Linked DNA regions of Drosophila melanogaster: region 2 is linked to region 1. Evidence: chromatin contacts called from public Hi-C data. All regions are on one chromosome and are shown on one strand. The core of a region is the stretch at or near the end of the contact, and the rest is flanking DNA. Distances in the headings are between cores, read along the strand shown. Region 1 holds the start of mys (myospheroid). Region 2 holds the start of CAH3 (Carbonic anhydrase 3).

Evidence for each region. Hi-C and Micro-C count contacts between places; a contact is called where the count stands out from the background.
Region 2: a Hi-C map of the Kc167 cell line shows a contact between it and region 1, with 2.1 times the contacts expected there. The contact joins the promoter of CAH3 here to the promoter of mys in region 1. A contact is called at or near these places in 3 of 107 Hi-C or Micro-C datasets (the Kc167 cell line, the S2 cell line and embryo).

The regions. Positions count from the first base shown.
Region 1 is chrX:8,057,607-8,064,325 of dm6, reverse strand. mys (myospheroid) reads right to left here and starts at 2,681. Exons shown (of 7, transcript NM_080054.3): 1 at 2,601-2,681; 2 at 1-486. The coding sequence starts at 368. It also overlaps a transcript of fs(1)h not described here.
Region 2 is chrX:8,679,789-8,686,568 of dm6, reverse strand. It overlaps CAH3 (Carbonic anhydrase 3), which reads right to left and starts at 5,317. Exons shown (of 5, transcript NM_001298094.1): 1 at 4,741-5,317. Rubicon (rubicon,) reads right to left here. Exons shown (of 4, transcript NM_001272419.2): 3 at 6,580-6,733; 4 at 5,657-6,501. The coding sequence ends at 6,307.

The DNA of each region.
Region 1 (6,719 bases), core at 1,432-3,931:
GAGTAGGAGCTTGAGCTGCTGCCGGACATGGCGGAGCCGCCGCCACCAGCCGCCAGTTCAGCTTTGTATTGATTCGTTAGTTTGTTGTTCACTAGAATCTGCTCAACTGTTATCGGACTGTAGGCGAACTCCTCCGGACACAGTGAGCTGGTGTTTTGGTAGCACCGCGACTGGCCCTTAAAGTCCGGCTGCATGCACCAGGCGCAACCCTCTGTCTGGATGCAGGTGTGACACTTTTCCTTCGATGCACATGTGCTCACTGCCGTCAGTTTGGCCGCCTTCTGGGCATCCGTTTGTCCAGCGATGGCGGCCAGTATTGCGATCATGAGGAGGGCCAGCTGGCACCTCCGGTTTCTCTCGAGGATCATGGCTTTGGCGGTTAGCGGTTGGTGCAGGTTGTGGATGATTCGGGATGCAGGAGGATCGGATATCCTTGGATGTGCCAGGTGCTGTGTGTGCTCTGTCTCTGTCGCTTCTGTGCGCCGGCTGCAATGGTAAGTGAATTAAAATTGTTGGATTTAGCACTAGATGTTAAGTAAGGGGCAGAAATTATTATAAAAGCCATTCCTGGTTCACTTATATTTCTAATGCTACATATTTTATATTATTTTTTTTTATATGCCTTAATCTTTCATTTATTTTTAAGACACAATTTGATTTCTTCGATTTCGCTGCAATTTTTACGAACGCCGGTGTACGTAAAAGTCCAGCTGCTGACTGCACTGCTTGTCGAGCACTGCTTTCTCCGCGTGCCCTGCTTTTTTCTTTATTGCAACAACAAACAACAGCAAATGGCCGCACATCTGTCCCCTTTTTTTGTTGTTTCTTTCGCTCTACCTTAATGTTTAATTTTATTTTCTCATCAACTTGGCCAGATGACTCATCTCACAAACACACACACACACCAAGCGATTGATGTACGAACTTGTGTGTGGGTGTGCGTGCCTGCGTGCTTTTGTTGTTTTTTTTTGTTGGCCTCCGAAAAGAAAAGGAAAAAAGCGGAAGGAAGAGAGCTTTCGATAAACGTCAAATGCAATGCGAATTACTCATTCGAGCACGTTCCGTTAGCACGCTCTCTCGCTCTCTTGGCTCCTGGCAAAATGTAAACAAAGGCCGAACGAACAATGAGTGGTCATTGAGTCAGCTTCGCTGGGTTTCCTTTCCGCCTAAAGCCACATGAATCACTCACTCCAAGCCACTCAAGACTCAAATCAAAATTCCATATGCACGGAACGGAAAAAAAAGGGCTGCAGATTACGTATACGTATGGGTGTTGTGTTGGTCGGCTATTTTTAAACGCCCACGCACACACAACACAACGAACACTAACACACCACAGAGCTTGATTTGCAGCAGATCGTGTGCCGAAAGGAAAACAAACTAAAAACGACTAAGCCCATGTTTATATACCCTTGGATTGAATAATTTCATTCGATTATCATTTATACACCCAGTCACAGCATATCAAAGTTATGAGTTGTGCACTTAGTAGTAGTTTTAATCAGTTTTTTAGCTAGCAAATTCGTAATACTATAAACCGCCTGAGTAAACAGCATCTGCAGCGCATAGTTTCAACCACGGATGGACGCCCACAGCCATTGGGCCAAAAACGAGGCACATCTGGGCCGCCCACATGTGGGCGTACTGGTTAAACCAGCGGCGCGCAGAGGATTTCATTTTTTTTATTGTTTTTTTTTTGATAGCTTTGGTAAAATTGGTTTTTACTTCCAGTTACAGTTGGTTTCAAATTCGGTTGGCTGTTTATAAAGTGGACAATTACCCCGAAAATCTGGGCAATCCCCTGACAAACACAAATTCCTGCTGCTGCCACTGAGCTCTTGATTTTTGTACGCTCTTTTCGCTTCTGCCTACGTACTCTACTCGATTTTTAGTTCGAGTGCAAGATCTCCGGGGTGGGGAAGTTGCACTGAAAAGGGAGGGGGCGTAATCAGCAATTGGCGTCGCGAAGTCGCCGATATGCACACTCAAAGAAATAAATAAATATGATGAATAATAATAACAAAAAAAATGAAACGAGTGAATGTATCGTGAGGATTCATTATTTTTTTTAGCTCAACAAACAACCCACACACAGATACGGCGTTCGGTGTGTGCGTGCCTGTGTGTCGTCACTGCGAATGAAATCATCGAAAAAAGAGGAGATAAAAGTAGCGCTTCGATATTGCTTCCTCTTTTTTTGGGCAAATGCAGCCCGGAATCCATTGATTTCTTACGTAATACCCACTATTTCACCCGCTATCTGATTAATCGCAGCACTTTGGCTTAACTTTCGCTGCGTTTTCGCTGATAATTCGCGATATTAATTTCCATCAGGGCGGCACTTTTCTTATTTTGATTTGCCTTCTCGCACACTTGTGGAGTTCCCACTCACACGCACACACTCGCACACTAAACACTAGCACTGTGCACACACGCAGTTATTACAATTACTTGCCACCGTTATTCGCTAGATCAGCGAATTTAACTCTTATCGGGTGACACGAAAAACCAAAAAAAAAAATACAATTCGACTGCAGAAGCAGCAGCTGAAGGCCGCCAATTGGTGTCGGGAATTGGATTTGGATTAAATTAATATTTACTGCTTTGCTTTGTCCGCGGATCTGGTCTGTTGTTCAGTGTTACCAGATGGTGTCAGCAGGGGGTGGAACAACAGTCAATGTTCTTTCGATATTTGCCATCCGATGTTCGCCAGTGTTGTTAAATAGCTCTGGTCACACCGAGCCTAGGAACAGTGTTGCACAGTTTTGGAGGACTGTGTCTCCGCTAAAAGAGACATTTGTGCTCGCAAACACAATCCGATAAGTAATCGAGAAACACGTAAAGGAACTCTGGTTATCGGAGTCACTTATTGCACGATAGTTTCAGACAAAAACGCCTGCTTATATCGATGACAGCCTTGTTTTTGTTGCGCTTACGTTACGAAATTAATGTAAAGTAGCCGACGAATCTACGTTCTACCAGTATAAATGGATTAAAACTAACAACAGCATAAGTGTAAACTGCTGGTGAATTTCCCAAATAGCCATATGAAAAAGCTAAAAGTACGTGCAAATGGTTGAGAAAAGGAGAGAACGAAAGCCACTATGAGTTTGCGAGAGTATGTGTGACTACTTTGCTCTCTGGCTCTCTCTATCACACACACTCGCACAGAACGCTCTTCTCACATGCTCTCTCTCGGCCGGTAGCTCTAGCTGTCCCGCTCTCGATTTATCAATAAAAGCAGTGCGTTAGAGCGGCATAGCCGCATGTACCAAGCGCGTGCGCCTCGTGCCCGTCGGCTGTCCATGTGTGCGTGTGTATTCGCATTTTCAGTAATTTCGAAAAAAAATTTTGTATATTTGATGGCGACTCAGAAGAAACTCGCGCGTTTGTCGAAAAATCGTAGCGCGTACGTATATATCGGTGTGTAGAAATTACTAAAAATTGTGGTAAAAAATGGCAAAAATTATATAAATTTGTGTTCGAAGTGGAGTGCTAATTGCGGGGGATCAGATGCGAATGGAAAAATGTTGAAATTTATAAGATTTTAGCGCCAAAAAATGCATTTGAAAAATGTGAGACTTCAATGGACATGACAAATTTTTTTTTTCATTTTTTTCGGTGGTGGAACAAAAGCGAACGAAAGAGGAGCAAGAAGCAGAAACGTTCGTCAGTGTGTGTGCGTGTGTGTGTCGAGTGAGGGGGCATGAGCATGAACGTGTGTAGTCACCAAGTGAATAATATTAACAAATAAAAGAAGAAAAAACGAAAAAAGAGGAATACACACGCAGAAGCGCGCGAAAAGTTTCACTCGAAATGAGAAAAAACAAAAGCAAAATATACTAGCGCTAGTTGATTTTCGCTAGCAAAAAGAAACCGACGTGCACATTGAAAATCTATAATTTTGTCGATTTTGTTATTGTATTTTTTGATTTTGCGGTTTTGCGGCGCCGTCGGTAACGTTAGCATACCGTTACGTGGCCTACGTAGCGTGGTGACGTACAGAAGACGCTTACGTTGTGGGTTACGTTACATTTGTCGCTGGGGATTTTACTCTTTCTCCCTCTCTTTACGCCACACTCATTCTCTGGCGCGCGCAAATCCAAAAATCTCGAGAAAAAAAATAGTGCCCGATGTGACCAATATTTTTTGTTTTTATTTTTACAGTTGCAACTTTTTAACAATCGTGTACAATCTGTATGTTGTATATGTTCAATTCAAAATTCAGCAACAATAGCAACAACGCAATTCAGCAACAACAACAAACAAAACCGACAAGCTAAACTTGGCTAAGACAAAATCAACATCCAGCGGCAGCGCGGCCATAAACAAAGCCAAAATCAAAAGTCATTCGGATATATACATATATTCGCCCATAATAGCGAATAAACAGTAACAGAACGAGTGGATTTAACGAAACAACAAAAAGAAAAGAAGAACGATAAAATCCAAAGGAAAAGTAAGTTTAAAAAGTGCAGCGCACGTGGCGTTTACCCCCGCCTCCTCCACCACTAGCCGCCCACCTTCGCACAGTGGAAAACGACACAAGAGCGCGCCTCTTCGGTTTGCCCCAAGGACACTTTGCATTTTCTGCTAGTTTTCGAGTATTTGCTTAGGGGTCAGCAACCCGGCAAAATGGAGGGAAATTTCGACACGACAGCTGCTTTTCCCCGGATTTATTCAACTGCCGCAACAACCCTTTTTTCCCCGTGGCCTGGGAAAACGATGCATTCCATGTTTATTTACAATTTAACTGTGCAATAACTGAGATACCAAATGTTCCCAGGGTGATTTCGAATTAATCTGCTACTTCTACTGATCCTAGATTTCTTTTAACTCGAATGCAACATCATATCGTTTTTGAAAGCAAAGCAGTCCAAATGATTATTATAAAAATAAATAAACTAATCTAGTTTACTATTTACATTCCCAAAGATGTGATTTGTTGGAAAGATTTGTTCGTTTCACTTTTATATTTTGAGAGATTTTCCTTTATACTGTGAATATTATTCATATATATTATTCACTATAAATAAATAGTATCTGTGCATCCCACAGATTTCCTATATTTTATCATAATATTCAATGGCAAATGACTTCGCGCCCTCTCCCAATTTCCATTTCTCTCTTTCTATAAATCGCATATATCTGCATATGTACTTTTTACCGGCATTTAGGATTTTCGTTTATTCGCTCTCGTTTGTGTTCAATTGTTGTTGCTGCTGCACTTTGCTGGTTGGCGCGTAAATAGGCAAACGCAATTTGTTTGTTTACTTGTCGGGCGCTAAATTGAAGATATGTTTATCGTAAATAAGCGCAAAATTTCGATTGCGGTGCGGCGGCTCTCTCACTCTCTCTCTCCCTAGCTGTGAATTCAAATTCATTGATGCTTTTTTGGTGCTTTGCTCTTCGTTTTTTGCTGCTTCTTCTGATGCCTCTGCTTCTTCTTCGGCTTCTGCATTTGCTGCATGTTGCCATGTAAACCGGCTTTAAATTCGTGCCACTATTAGCACGATTTATTAACCTAGAGGCAGCTCCCCTTTCCCACCCCCTTCCATCCCATGACTCTTTATCAGACCCGCTCCCTCTTTCTCGCTCGCTCGCTCTTTTTGCAGATACACAACGATGGCACTAAAACCTACAACAACAAATGCTCTCCTCGTCCGAATGCCACTTCACACACACACACTCGAACGCAAACACACATGGACGGCGACATGCCGCCATATTTGCATTTGGCTACGTATTACGTAGCCCCCTACTGTTGTCTCGCTCTACCGCACGCCTGAGCAGCTGCAACTTTCAGTCGAGAGCGTGCGTTAGTATGTGTGTGTGCCAGTGAGTGTGCTTCACTTGAGAATTTTATTTATTTAAATAAAATTGATATATTTGCCCGTAGTTCAAGTGCATGGATTTTAAGCAGGACAGAAATAAAAATATTTAATTAATGAGTTGAGTGCTTGGTGAATGAGCTTTAGGCTTGCGAGGTAAATAAAAACGATGTTTATTTTTCCTGCTACAACTGTTGACCTTTATTTATTTGTTTGGACGTAAGACAGATTTCTGATTTAGTTGTAAAAAAGAGCTTAAAATAAAAAAGAAATCACCATAATGGAAATATAATAAAATGAGTTTTCAATCCTGGGTAGCGTTTAAAAAATACCCATTCCCCATTTCATTTCCAATGCATGCCGTTGCTGTCTCTGCTTCTTCTTCTTCCGCAACTCTGCTTCTTCCCTACGTCATCGTATCGTTCTACGTGAATTTCTGTTGAAAACTCAAAGTCTACTGTACTACATAATTACAACCGCACGTTCGCCCGCTCTTTCGCTTTTGCTCTCTTGATACTCTCACGCTCGCTCTCTCTCCCTCTCTCCTGTGTTTAGAGTGCTTGTGTGTGAGATAAGTGTGTTAATGTTTTGTTTTGTTGTGAGAGCGAGAGAATCGCCAGCTATTGTGTATTAAATATTTGTTATTCCTAATATTCCAATTATAAATATGGCGAGGGGAGATTCTAAACTCCAAATACGTTGCTGGCCTTGCTGGTGTCTACCTTCGTTCGTGTTCGTTATTCTTCCGTTTAATTTTGCGTCACAAACGCACTTACACACACTCGCATACGCACACTTGGCAACTAACAAAAACACAGTGGGCCAAATCGGACCATTAAGTGCATCTTAAAATATACAGCTGATATCTGTAAAGCCCAAAGTGAAAGC
Region 2 (6,780 bases), core at 4,068-6,567, 620 kb before region 1:
GTGTGTAAAAGCGGTAATTTCCTGTATCCAGAGCGAAACGAGAGTCTACCATTCACGGCCACGGAATCAATTAAATGTTTAGCGACTCGCGTGCTGTTGATCCGCCCCCTTCGCCATCCCCCTTCACCAACCCCTTAACCAACGAAAATTGATACTCCGCGGCCAATGCATTTACCACCCGCCACCCGACCATCCGCCTTTGATTAGCCATTTGTGTAATTAAAGTGCGTCGAAGGACAGAATAAATGTCTCCATTCAATGGTGGAGCACCGCCTCTTTTGGTCAACTGCTTAAATATTCTGACGACCAGAGTACCAAACAAAGTTGTCATCTTGTTTGCACAATTTCCAATTGACTCGTTATAAAGTAATTTTCATCTATTGATTTTCACTTTATTTGCAATTTCAATAAGGCACAATTGAGGCGAGCTTTCGACTGGGAAACGTTGCCACAATTAAATATTGATTGGCAGCGAAATTCTTGCAATTGACGCAATAATGGAGTGTTAAGGATATGCACAAAAACCGATGGCCAATTTATGGGTCTATTAATCTATAAAATCGATAAAGGGTTTGAAAATTCCGAAGATCCCAGTAAATGCGATGATTGCAACACTCTGGTTAATTAAGAAAATACGTGGATTAGACATTTGGATGATCATTTATTAACTAATCGTCAATCAGTCTTTATTTATAGTCATTTATAGGAATGTCATTAAGATATGCAATGCATAGGCTAGAAAGTCCATCATTTCTGGCTATCAACAATTCAAACTCACTGCGATTATTCGATTTTAATATAAGACCGATGAGTGTGCCATATACCAAATTAGTTAGCTATCGATTTATGGCAACAGCTTAGAGTCCAGATTAACGCGACTGGAGTTAAATATTTGGCAGTCATAAAGCGAAATATGATTTTAATTGACAGCTTTATAATCCGCCAGTCGACGCACTCAGCGCGATATGGAACTAGAACCGCAGTTCCAGACATACGACTTATACGACATACAGGTGCAAGTGTCAAGAAGGCGATTGGCAGACGAGGAGCGAGGAGCTTATCGCCGGGCGATAGCAACTTGAGCTATGTACATTACATACATACATACATGTATGTACGTACATATTTACGACAGACATAATGGGGCGACTGGAATAAACGATCGGCAGGCGATCGCAACGAAAGCATTATTTCCAGATAACTCCGACTTGACTGCCAATCCGTTCCAAGACGATCCGCGACCTCGATTCGATTCGATTCCGATCCATACTCCTCAGTTTGGTGGTCACCAGAGACTTCCAGAACGGATTGACTCAGCCAAATGTTGAGTTTGCACTGTTCGTTGGCCTTTGCAGCACTTTGGATGTGTTGGCATTATAAATCGATCGAATAGCTTATCTGATATCTGATTATTAAACTTAACACTTTGCTTCCGACGTCACTGATATGTATGTACATAGGCATGTATTTGTTACATGGCCTAGTATATGAAACTCAATCGCTTCTCCTCACGTGATTCTTGATTTCTTCCAATAGTTTCCAGCTAAGGAATTTCGACTCTATCTTATCTTACATTTATACTCATGTTTCGCTAATCAGATGATTCAATTCTCTTAGTTAAATACATTTTTTTCGGATATTAATTCGGCTGTTAATTTGTCATTATTAATCCCAATTCCAATTCTATCATTTTACTTTCAGTTTTTTGTATTTATTCTCAACTGTATATCGTATGCACCCACACAACTAATGGGAGCAACTTGCTCTTTCCAGTTCGCACTGGCTTTTCTGTGTGACACATGAGAGCACCTGATGCTTTTGGCCTTATCTTATCCAAATATATATGATGTTTTCGTACTTCTCTGACATCCATTTTCCATTTATCTTGTATTTATTTGATACTCCAGACGCACAGTGCCTGCTAAAATTCGTTGCAGCAAGTTGAGAATATTAAAGTTGAAGATCATCTTGTGCCATCTGGTGCATCCCTGCATCCCGAATTTGTTCCTAACTCTTGCGACGACTCTTTCCGAATTCGGATTCAAACTTTATTTCTGATTGTGCTGGTTTTCTAACTTAAACGTGTTCCCAGATTAGAAATAGTTTATATCCTCGTTTCCACTGCACTGGCACTGAATGCTTATCTCGCCTAACTTTTTTACTATCTGCATAAAATTACACAACTAATGATGGGTAAACACAAAGGGGGGAATCGTATTTATAGACCGGTCGCCGCTATTTGAGTTATCATTATGATAGAATTTGCATAGAGTGGAGAGTGGATTTCTATTTTTTTTTTTTTTTTTTATATATTTTCGGCTATTGATAAGGTGGCAGGCGGTTGGGATTCGATGGGTGGAAAATTAACGGAGCCGAATTCAAGTGGCGGATTGATTCAAGTGCCTCCAACGCGTCACCGGTGGCCTTGGAGGAGGGGCTGCGATCTGGGCGCGGGATTAGGGGCGTGGCCGGAGTTAGGCGGTTTCGACCAGATAAAAAAAAAAAAAACTAAACATGACAATCAGTCATGTTTCCACTATCAATTGACTTTTGATTTCCGATACGAATCGGGAGCACTGTCAAATTCCATTTTCGTGCAAAAAGCGTAGGTTTGAACGAAGCTACTAGAATAATTCGTATTCGAATGTATTTAAACTTGATAAAGATATTGTGTCATAAATGATATGAAAACTATTGTCATCGGTCTTGAATCATACTAAAAAATTACTTAAAAAATTACTTAAAAAATGACATAAAAAATTCCATCTAGCGTCATACAACTTGAATCACTATCCTTTATATTTTACAATGCAAGCATTATGGGCATTTTCAAAGGTTCAAAGCTCAGCGATAAGTGAAGTTACCCATGAGAATTGAACAAGTTTTTTGCACTTAAGCATTTCGAACATACTTATTTACAGTTAGCAGAGTAAGTATATCTATCCCCTATCGAGATGATGTCGAACCGAAAACGTCAGCAGTTTCACTTAGTTGACATCGTATCCGAATTGGAGCTTATCGCACCAGCCACGGGACTTGTTCCCCCGGATGAGATCGACTCGAATCGAATCGGATCGGATCGGATCCATGTCTCTGGAATGGTGTGGAATCAGCGCAATTTATGCGGTTGCAAGTGACCGTGAAATGGTCATGTAGCTATGTACATACATGTATTGTTCGTACGGGTAGTATGTATGTACATAAGCCGGTCGGAGCGGCTTACTCCGCAATAAATAAGTGTGCTTAAGTAATTGCATTGACCGATGGCCCCATTGAGCAAATAAGTCAACAAAACACAGAACTACTCGACGAAATGCTGGCAATACAGTAGCACGTTTGGCGAAAGATGAACCATGGAATTATTTGCCTGTCCACGTTCCCGCATCACTTCAGGTTGTATTAATTGAGAAGAGCTTTTCATTTAGGTCTGGGTGGGGTTCAGCTCCATTTTTTTTTTTTAGAGTGCCATAGACCGGAACAGGAGTTCCAGTAACGACAGCTACGTTCTCAGCCTTATATGACCTCATCCAGCCATCAAATCCAATGCGTTATCCAACTGGCCATCCCAACTGGCATTTCATATGGGCAAGCCAACGTTTGGCTAGGCGACAGAAGGAGCAACAGGAGCCAGCTATCGACCAAATAACACGTGTCCTAACGACTCAAAGCCGACGATAGTCGAAGGTGGGGTAATAGTAGGTCGGGAAAGGTAGTACTTGTACTTAAGTACACATGTATGCGTATCATTGGGTTTAATTAAATGCGGAGCGTTCTATTTTTATGCAACAAATATCAATTTGCAATTGGTTGACAAACAGTCGAATAAAATGTAAACAAAAAAACATACATAGTGGTATATAGTATGGTAAATATTCGTTATAAATACGCTTATTTTTGAAGTGTACAAGATCAATGCTAGGGTTTGAGGAAGAGTTCATAAAATCAAAGGATCTAAAGGATACCCTTTATTTTTGATTAATATCATTTTTTGTTTACATCTACGCATGTTTTGCATGCCCAACAGATGGCGCTATCTTGCCAATCTATGCTCCCTATTCTTCTCTTTTTTCGTTCTTAGTGTCGCTTGTCACGCGACATTATGTACCCGACTCTATGTACCCTGTAATTATAGGGTATTTCAAGTTTAGCCTCAATCAGCTGTTTTTCTGATTGCTCTTTTTGCAATGGCATGGAAGCAGGAAAAGAAACCGCAAGAGAAGCGGAAAAAAAGTGAAGCAAATCAATAATATACAATATTTTTGTTTTTGCTCCAAGTCCAGGGTCATAGTTGACCTTCACATGGACGTTGTGATGGAGCGAGAGGGGTGGAAGAAGTGTGAAATTCACGTGGACATTCATCTATTTCTGGTAGAAGGGAGAGGGGTTGTAAAATTATGATTAACTGCGGGAGCAAAGACAATATGTGTAAAGACAGCCGCTATCTCGGTCGCTCTTTCGCCGCTCTATGTGCTCTTCTTTACACTCTCTTCCCTGCTCATTCATTTGCATTTCGTTTTTGGGTGTTTTTTTTTGTGATTTTTGGGACAAGCGGCCGGCGTTGTTGTTGTTTCTTTTTAAGTGTTTGTTTTTTTCCGTTAGCGGCGACAGACATTTTTAATAGCGAACACACACACACACACGAGCACTCCTAATTTGCGCATGTGTGTGTGTGGCGTGAAGAGGAAGAGCGAAGTTTCGGAAGTTTTTGTGCCATCTTCCTATTTCGCTGGCAATATTTACCTGTTGATTTAGTTTTCGCCTATTTGCCGTTCTCCGCTCGTTTTCCCGATATTCGCCGATAGCTAATTAGCAAACAATCGACGGCATTTATTTATGCTTGTAATTTCGCATTTGCCGCCGCGCACACAAGTACCACACACATGTACACACGCACTGCGCAAAAAAACAAGAACAAAAACCGTGTACGAACGCTAAACGCGAAGTTCGAAGCGAATTAATTTCAATTCCAGAACGAAAATTCAATGCGCGCAGAGTGAATTGCGATTGGTAACTAATAAAATAAACCCATGGTTCACTTCGCGTCCATTGCGGTTCGTTGGTTCCGATTCCGAAGTTTATGGGTGCAAAAATCACGAACTAGTTGCAGTTCGAGATTCGTGTGCGATGCATCGGGTAGTTATAACGTAGTTTGCTATTGAAACGAATTTGTTTGGCCAAGGGATCTTCTAAAAGAATGTACAATTAGGCTATGCACTTTTCCAACTGCTATTATTTTGTTAGACTTAATTTTAGTTCGTAATTTAATGACGTGTACACCCGGCTCATACAGAAACACTAACGCGTTCGGCAAAATACCAAAGAACTGGTTCTTCCCAGAATGGAAACATTTTTTTTTAGCGGTTTCTAGGAATTTCAATTTTTCAGATTTTACAGTTTATTTCCATAATTATTAAAAACTTCCTGCTTTATTTTGCCATTGCTCCAAACGTTTTATATGGAATGTATATTTTGTAAGGGAACTTTGTTTTCCATACTTCACCCATTTAAATCTTTAAAAAACTAAAAATTTTAACATTTTTTATCTACAGAGCCAATAAACATTTTACAGTGGGGGTTCCCCCCTCCATGACTCACATAATAATGCCTCCCAGCGAGAAAAATATAGGATGAACAAACTATTCGTATCGTATTTGTTATATATGTATGTATAAAATCAACATGGGTTCACATCTTTCGCTTGAGGTAAACGATTCTCATAACAGTTTTGGTAATTTAAATGGTTATTTACAGTAGTTGTATAAATATAATAATAGTTGTTATGTAAATATATAAAATCACTAGGGGGAAGTGTGAATTCGACCTCGGAAACTATAGGTTAAATATCCGTTTTTGTTTTTTTTTTTTTAACATATTTTTAGAATATTTAGTGTGTATGTGACATGTTATTTGTTATTTAATAATAAGCAAGCTTTTTTTAAATAATACTTTCTTAAATAAAAATTCGTCTTTTTCCAGGCAAATAAGTGATGTTTCAATTTGGTTCTAGTTTCGTTTAGAAGCAAATGGATCCTAAAAGAGATTTTTTATAAACAAATTACTTACGGAAAGCAACATGTTATATATTCAGCAATACCTTTACGAATAAGCAACTTTGGATTTACAAAAAAAAAAAGGCCTAACTCTAAAAACTATGCGAATTACAAAAAACAAAAAACAAAAAAAAAAAAAAACAAATTCCTATCGCCAAAACCAAATTTTGTATATACAGTTTCCGAGGCGAAAGTGGATTTCACTACATTTCTTCGCCAATTCCTATCCTGCCCTTCGATTTTCTTTGATCGGATGTTAGCTGGCACGGCTTTGAAGGCGGGAGCACCTGGGACAAGGATCGTTTTGGTTGCGACACCGACTCCTGACCTTCCAGCAGCCGTTGTGGAAGCAGGCACCGCACCGATCGCAGCGTTGGACTTTTCGCTGCCACGGATAGATGAGCTCACCGCCCTTGCAGTGCTCACAGACGAAGGCACGACCTGTACATAGCTGAAATATATGTAAGATATAAGATCAAATAACGATCAATGAATGGTGCTTTCAGCCATCCCATTTCGGACTACTAACCACACAGTTGTGGACGTGCTGTTCGCTCAGTGCGATCACCTCCTTGATGGAGCGATTCATGCTGGTATTTTGCACGTCAACGAAATCGCACATGGACCACATGTCCGGATCCTGGGTAATGTGCGCCGGAATGGCATTGAAGAATGACTGCTCCCTGCACAAGAGGAAGACATAAAAGAAGTGATTGCATAGAACGCTTTG